Linked DNA regions of Mus musculus: region 1 is linked to region 2. Evidence: chromatin contacts called from public Hi-C data. All regions are on one chromosome and are shown on one strand. The core of a region is the stretch at or near the end of the contact, and the rest is flanking DNA. Distances in the headings are between cores, read along the strand shown.

Region 1 (4,026 bases), core at 1,140-3,639, 440 kb after region 2:
AATGTAAAGAAATGTGTATGCAATGAAGTCTTTCCTCTAGTATTCTCTACTTTATAAATGGAGACACTTATTTCTCCATCTTCCTTGGGACTTTCATGGGATGATGGGAGAACTCTTCTTGGCCTCAGTGTGCCCTGTAAATGGAAAATATATTTATATATATATCTCCATATATAGGGATTTAATATATTATGTAATAACTACTCATAAAGTTCTCATAAAGTACAGATTACTAGAGGAAAAGACTTCGCTGCATATACATTCTTTATATTAATAAACAGCCACAGGAAATGAGTCCTAGGTTGAGATAGGCATGTAAAATGAAGTATACTATTATTGGGATTAAACAAGCTTGAATTAGACTTTGCAAGGAGCCACATCAAACATGACTATGTATAAAAGCCATGGCAAACTGATGTCCAAAAAGAAATCTGCTAATTGTACTCGGTGAGGACATTTTCTCTCAGCCACTGCAGTTTTTCTTAACAAATAGTGTCCACGTCTCAATTCTTTTAAGGGCTTTGATTTTCCTTATTATGTAAGAACCTCGGCTTAAATTATCCTGAGCTTGGTTGTTTGAAAAGGAGATGATTAAGTCTGATTGTTGGGAGGAAACTTCCTAGAGAGCACACGAAGTAGTAGGTTTCACTGTGGTCTTTTCCAACCAAGATGGCAGAGCACAACAGTCTTTGAGTGGCAAAGACTTAGTTTATCCCCTGGGCAGCTGATATTTCTTTGCAAACTTTAGTAATATCCCTCATTTTTTTTTTACCCAAACTCCACTAGCTTCACCACAGTTTGTGCCTTCTACATTGGCAACAACATCATCCCTCAATTCAGAGTCTCATGCAGAAATAATCAGGTCAAGTGGTTCACCTGCCAATCATTGCCAAGTACCTGTGTTTTCCCTTGCCTCATTGTTGCTCTGAATTCTCTTGTACCATCTGGGCTTTGTGAGCGAGAAAGGTCCACAGACACAGCTGGTTTACATACCAGCCATCTGATCCCATGCATTTTGCAAGCCTAAGAACCAAACAGGTCTCAGTCATGTTGTGATTCATTCATTTAATTAATTTTTAATAAGTATTTAGTACTGACAGAAGCTAACACTTGGTTTGTGGATAAGGCTTGGATGTGCGGTCATTTGTGACAAGATCTCTATGCAGCCCTGACTAGCCTGGAACTCTCTGTTATAGAAGAGGCTAGCCACAAACTTGCAGCAGTCCTCCTGCCTCCACCTCCTGGAGAGCTCAGATTGCAACTGTATACCTCCATGCCCACCAAAGTTTCCATTTGACCCTGACTTTGTAATTGAATAATAGCTCTTTGCCTCGGTTTCATCACTTGTAAGATATTAGTTAATGAAAAAGCTAACCCAGAGTTGTGGCATTGAGGCTACAGCAGGATTATGAGTTCAGGGGTAGCATGGTCAACAAAGTAAGAGTCTATCTCAAGTAACGATGGTGATGGTGATCATGATGACAATGATCGTGCTGATGGTGATGATAGAGTTGACTCCACAAGTCATCCTGAATATAAAGTAAGTGATAACACCGTGGTCCTCAACCTTGGAGGGAATCCTGAATTGTGACATCTAGCTCACATCCAGACTCAACAAGCAAGTGTCTACATATTTGCCCTGCCAGAAAATAATGATGCTGGTGTGGCTTTAAAATTAGTGGACCTGGAATACAGAGTCTAAGACACACTAGAGAGAGGTGCAGTGGCAACACAGACACAGAATTACAGAGAAAGGAAAGTTAGAAGTAGCCCAGGCCAAGACTCTTCACCGGTTTTAGAGTTGGGGGCAGGAGTTCCCGCTATGATGCTTTCTGGTAACTTTATGCAAATGGCAGCCCTCCTTAGCTTAGGTGTGGTTAATGATAATGACAACATAATTGTGGGACTAAATAAAAGCTTGAAACATAATAAGTGCTTCATAAAAAATTTAAGTTACTCTTATTGTATGATCTATTTTGTATGTTTGTTTATTTGGGGCACTTCAGGAAATCAATTCCAAGATCCTGGCATCCAGATCCACTGAGCTACATCCCCAGCCATTCATACTTTTACTGTCTGAGTTTGGTCTGTTTGTCTGTTTGTTGAGACAAGGTCTCACTGTGTAGCCCTGACTTGGCTGGAACTAGAAACAGATCAGACTGGCATCAAACTCACAGAGATCTACCTGCCTCTGTCTCTCAGTACAGGGGGATTAAAGTGCTACATGACTCTGCCCCCTCCTTGCCCTATCCAGGTCTGAGGTTATTTGAGCAATGGGTGAGGTACAGCCCCCTAAAGGAGGAAAGAGCTGGGGTTAGTGATGTGGCTCATTGCAGCAGAAAGTTGACTAAACTAGTCTCAGCCCCTGAGATGCTGGAAATTCTGACAAATCCAGTGACTGAAGAAGGTTACGAGCAGTGTAGACCCTGGCTTGTGAACTACTGTAAATCTTTACTGTACTGCAGAGCAGAGCATGCTAACAGTGAAGAGCCCAGATCTAAGCCATCAGGAAACCACAGCCGAAGGCCGAGCTTCTAGGGTATCAGTTTCCATCAGCAATGTCCCTCATAAGGTTGTGCTTGAACATGAGCTAGTGCTGCTGTTAGGCAAGTTTGTGGAACCTTTGGGACATGTGGCCCGGCTGGCAGATTTAGGTCTCTAAGAGCACACCTTTGAAGGTTGTGTTCCACCTCCAGCTGTGGTCCTGTTCTCTGATTCCTGGTCTCGCTCGTGTGTGAGAACCTCCTCTGTCCCATGGTCCCACATGTACATGTCACATGATCCCACATGTACATGTCACATGGTACCACAGAGTCACTTTAACACACCTCCTCCTCCATGATTCCAGCTCATGAGCCAAGAAAAACCTCTCTGTCCTTAAATCCTTTCTCCCGGGTATTTTTCTCATCGTGATAAGAAAGGTAATTGACAGATACCGTCAGGCAGCTGGTGACTGAGAGAGCCAGACTTCACATCTACAAGTTCCCGTTATAAAACAGTTTGTATTATCCATCCATCCATCCATCCATCCATCCATCCATCCATCCATCCAGAGCCCAAGCTAGGCATCACTTGCTTGCCTATATACATGAGCAGGCATAGCACAAAGCTGTACTACTGGCCTTGGGAGAGAACTAGAACTCAGCGAGTAAACTGCCTCCCTTCCAGAATGCAGGTTCTGTTCTGTTTTTCCCATCAATTAATTTGTGTATTCACCTTGCAGCACAATTGATGCTCTCCTCCTCCTTCTCCTTCTCCTCCTCCTTCCCCCACCCCTCCACACACACAGTGTCTCCCTCCATCCCCACTTCCCTTCTCCTTTGAGAAGGTAGAACTCCCATCCCCGCCCATTATCCCCCAGCCCTGACACATCAAGTTTCTGCCGGGCTGGCGAATCCTCTCCCAAAAGGCAGCCCAGTTAGGAGAATGGGATCCATGGGCAGGACTTAGGAACTGTCCCTGCTCCAGTTGGGAGACTTGCATGAAGACCAAAAAATAAATAAATAAATACAAGTTAAGTGTAATGACCAATCCTTGTAGCCCCAGCACTGAGGAGATGAGGGAGGAGGATTTCTGGGGCTCGCTAGCCAGCGGAGACTACTTGGTGAGGCCCAGACCAATGAGAAAAATAAAAAAATAAAAATAAAAATAAAACAAGGTAGACACACCAGAGGATCAACATACACAGTCATGTTTACGTGCATACACACACACACACACACACACACACACACACACACACACACACACACCATGGACTCATCAGGAGGGTGCCATGAGCAACAAGTGTTGCTTTAATAACAATTATCCTAATCTAGAAACCCAAGGAAAAGATCAACAGTTCCATCCTTCCTCGCTATTCAGCCACCAGTCCTTTGGAGCGGGGCTGGGCCAGCAATGAGAATTCTCAGCAGCAATCTGTGCCGGCCACCGCTGACTTCCTGCTTTCTGTCTACTGTGTTTCAGCAAGGGACTTTCCTCAGTGGTATGCTAACCTACATTTTCCAAACCATCAGGTCCTTTGCT
Region 2 (4,141 bases), core at 604-3,103:
TGGTTCAGTGACAGACTCAACATTATTCCTTATGTACTGGAATTTCAGTTTTACCTGGTCAAACATGGTTGTACTTCATGTAATTCCAGCTTTGAGGGAGACTTAGGCAGAATGAATTCTGCCTAAGATGGATATGGGATAAATGGTGAATTCAAATCCAGCCTTAACTGAAGAGAGCCTATTTAAATAAATAAATAAATAAATAAATAAATAAATAAATAAATAAATGAACTCAGAGCTGCTGCTTCCTCCACCCCCTTTCCCTTTCCCTCCTCTTTCCTTCTTTCTTTCTGTCTTTCTTTCTTTCTTTCTTTCTTTCTTTCTTTCTTTCTTTCTCTCTCTCTCTCTCTCTCTCTCTCTCTCTCTCTCTCTCTTTCTTTCTTTCTACCATTCTAAAGCTAACAGTTATACATATTTACACACAGAGAGTACACATGCACTGTAGCATTCCCATATCATTGATATCTTGCAAATCTTTGGTCAAGTTTCAAGTTTAAATGTGCTTCATGAATTTCTTTATGATACAACTCTTTTGTCTCCCTTATATTCTCCTCTACTTTTTCCTACCTTCTCACATTTTTATCTACATTATGTTATCTTTTTTGCTCAAGTTTCTAATCTCTTCCAAAACTTCATCCCTAATTAATTAATTAATCATGCATTGATGCTCAAATTAATTAATTTGTCTCTCACCTCATGCTCCCATCAGGCAGGTCTCACCATCATCCATCTACATGCATGGATGTGCTAAGTGCCTCTTCTTTCTCTCACATAGGACTGTATGTAGGCATAGCATGTATAAATATATGCAATTTTATGTTCATATACATAGATATGCATATAGATGTATGGCATACTACCTATGATGTACTAGAATTATCTCTGTAGACACCATTTATCATAAAAAAATATGGCAATACTCCCTTATCTGTAATGTGTATGTTTCAAAACCTCCATTGAATCTCTGGGCAATGTCCAGCTCTAGATATCCATGCATCATTAAATCATAGTCATAGATTCTGAAAAAATGGATCAGTTGGTTGTTCATTTGCTGTAGGGACATCATAAAGTATACTTAAACTAAATGAGTTACAACCCCACTAGAGAATATAATTTCATGAGACCACCTTTACATATGTAACCCATTATTAGCCAAAACTTCCTATGTAATACATAATATTTTATTCTACATATATCCTTGTTATAGAAATTATTTTATATGCTAGGTATCATCATTGGAGCTTAACTGCAAAAAAAAAAAAACAGAAAAAAAAAACATACTAAAGTATCCTTAGTATGGAACTTTATGTGAATGTGGTGTCTCTTCTGTCAAATGTCTTACTATACTTACACCATTTCTCTTATGACAGGTACCTTATAGTGTCCCTTTAGCATATCCTAAACTGTCAATGCTGTAATTGCCCAAGTTTGGGTACCATGAAAAGGTTACTGGAAGACAAGTACTGTGATATAGTCCTGGCTGATCTGATAACCCAAGTGGTTGCTCAGTCACCAATGAGCAGGTTGCATATGCAACAAAGTCAGATTTTTATCACGCTACTCAGAAAGGCGTGCAGTTTAAACTCACAAGTTATTTCTGGAATTTTCCACTGAAAATTTTAAGACTGAAGCTGACCACAGGTAATGGAAAGCCAAACTGCAGATAAGGTGAAGCTGTTGTCTTGTATAAAATGCTTGGGGAGACTCCTATGAGGTTACCCAAAAATGAGGATCATGTGGGATGATCCTGAAATGCACTCTCAGTGGGAAAGAGAGGTTACATAGTGGGTGACGACACCTCAGTAAAGGACCCTTCAAGCTTTGATCTGATCAAGGGGCCTGAGCTGGAGGAATTAGATGTTGTAATCTGCAGGGAAATGTATAGGAAGGGCATATAATTAGCAGGCTCTTAGTTCAGACTATAGAGACCCCAGCAGCTGCAAAACAGATAGAATGAGAGTCAAATCTGCAAGAGCCCATCCTTGGGAATCAAGCTTGCTGTGTGAAACTTCTCATTTTCTTCCAGTGCCACCAGTGCTAATTCTTACAACAAAATACTCTGAGCTGGAAAGAGTTCTGTTGACTGGTGTTCTAAGCACACTCCCCCAGAATGGTCCATTATTAAACGCTATTGCTTCTACACATGTTATCATCTGGGAGAGTTTTCTCTTCCACAGATATCTGCATAATGACCAGAATCATTGGGATAAATCTAGATAACTAGGTCCAGGTACTTGTCTCTATTTCTTCATGGACTGCTTAGAGGTACTTAGCTATTTCTCTTGTTGCCCTTAGCATCAATACACAATGCTTTAGATAGCTAACAGCCCTTCCCCCAGCCTTATTTACAATGTGATTATAAATTCACTGAAGTCACTCATCCTATATTATTACATTGTCATTGCTGTTACCTTGTCTTTCACTGCTCCTCCCTCCCTCTGTCTCTTACCTTCTGGCAGATCATCCTGTCACTAGGCCAATTATCAATAACTATTTAGCTTTTCCTCCTGACCGAATGGACTCCTTGTTCTTTAGCTGATGACAGTCTTAGAAGGATGCAGCCAAACTGGCCGTTAGCTTCTGACCTCTCTATAGACAACCTTATTATGGTAATTGTAAGGCTGGAAGTAGCAGAGACTAGGCCAATTACACCTGTCCTTTTCCCAACTCAGCCTGGGTTTAAATTACTCAGATGCGGTGGGGAGTATGCTTTTGGCTCTGGCTGAACAACAACTTTTCTTCTATTCTTGTGAAATTCAGAGACAGACATTTCTAATTATGGTTGTCATTAGGACATAGTGAGCTAGTATTTCTTTAAATTGCATCATTCTTTATCAAACAAACCAATGTACTATATTTTAATAAGTAACTTTACTAGGGTATTTTAAATTAAACAAATCTTTTAAATATATCTCCTTGAAATACAACAAAGGCTAAACGGAAAACAACATATCCACTGTTTGCCTTTGTAGTCACTTTAATATTAATGAATACAGAGATTTATGTAAATATTTAATATTAATAAGACTTTTAAATATTATGTTTGTATGTGGTTAAATCTACAAAATTATGCATAGTTAATTCTATAAATGGCTAACTGTGGCATATATACATAATTATACCAAAGAATATATATATGCACATTATAGCTAAGTGAATTCATTTTTTAATTGCATTGTAAAAAACATTAGGAAGGAGACGCTTTAATACTCATTTTAAAATTAAATTGTTGAGCATTATAGTAACACCCATATTAAATAATATTTGGCTATTAATTTAAATTGAAATTAAACACATATATACTTTTTTAATTTTAGCTCATTCCTAGTAGAATGTCTTTAATCAAGTCAAGTTCTACATTAGCTACTTTTAGGGAGCTATTTTCAAACAGAAACTTGAAAATTAGAGAGACACAAACAGCTTAGAAATGGCTCGATACTTCATAAGTCCTTGCAAAGGGCTCTATAGGTGACTCAAGAGGAAGCATGTCGCTGCCAAGGAGGATTTTCCAGGATGAGGCTTGCCGACCTCATTTTTGTGTCACTATTGGTTTTTCTGTCCATCTTCCGATGTTGGAAAGAGCCACTTGAACAATGATGAAGAGACCAAACTTTGCAGCTACCTGCTCTTTTTTATGAACTAGTTCAGCTTCAATCAAGTTTCTATCTCCAGCATTCTCATATGGGGAAGGGAAGATGCGTTTCTGCACTGTAAACATCTTCCCAGGAGATAAGGTCTCTCTCCAACAAAGTAGTCAAAACTGTTTCATGGAGTCACCTTAGGCCAGCTTCCTTCATAGACACAAATGGGACCCCTTTAACAAGAACCATCTCATTCTTCCACCAAATCATCAGAGTTTAAGCATGAAACTTGATCAGCTTGGCCAATGTACTCTTCTACTCTCTGTCTCCTTGGCTTCCTTACTGGGGATTAAAAACCAGACCTAGGAAGGAGGATCTTTGTGAACTACATTGAATATTCACATCCAAGTCTTAATGTGGGGCCTCTCTCAATAATTCTACATGTTAGGATTATCCTGGGTTAAATGTCCAACCTGAATTCAACTCCTGACTCTAGTATTTAAAACTGTAAAGACTTCACACAGTGCCTCTAAAGATGGAGATCAGGAGAGGAAATGTCT

Evidence for each region. A called contact is a pair of places that touch in the nucleus more often than the background predicts.
Region 1: a contact with region 2 is called in a Hi-C map of group 2 innate lymphoid cells, with 1.7 times the contacts expected there. The contact joins two enhancer-like sites. A contact is called at or near these places in 2 of 484 Hi-C or Micro-C datasets (the HPC-7 cell line and group 2 innate lymphoid cells).

What each region holds. Positions count from the first base shown.
Region 1 is chr2:9,746,067-9,750,092 of GRCm38.p6, forward strand. No RefSeq gene overlaps it. Among named protein-coding and RNA genes, the nearest start is that of Gata3, 130 kb to the right of the region's middle. Within about 2 kb of position 2,390, at least 27 of the 459 cell types and tissues checked have an H3K27ac peak or open chromatin away from gene starts, as enhancers often do. A contact at or near this core is called in group 2 innate lymphoid cells, where this site is marked.
Region 2 is chr2:9,303,613-9,307,753 of GRCm38.p6, forward strand. No RefSeq gene overlaps it. Among named protein-coding and RNA genes, the nearest start is that of Gm13219, 47 kb to the right of the region's middle. Within about 2 kb of position 1,854, at least 2 of the 459 cell types and tissues checked have an H3K27ac peak or open chromatin away from gene starts, as enhancers often do. A contact at or near this core is called in group 2 innate lymphoid cells, where this site is marked.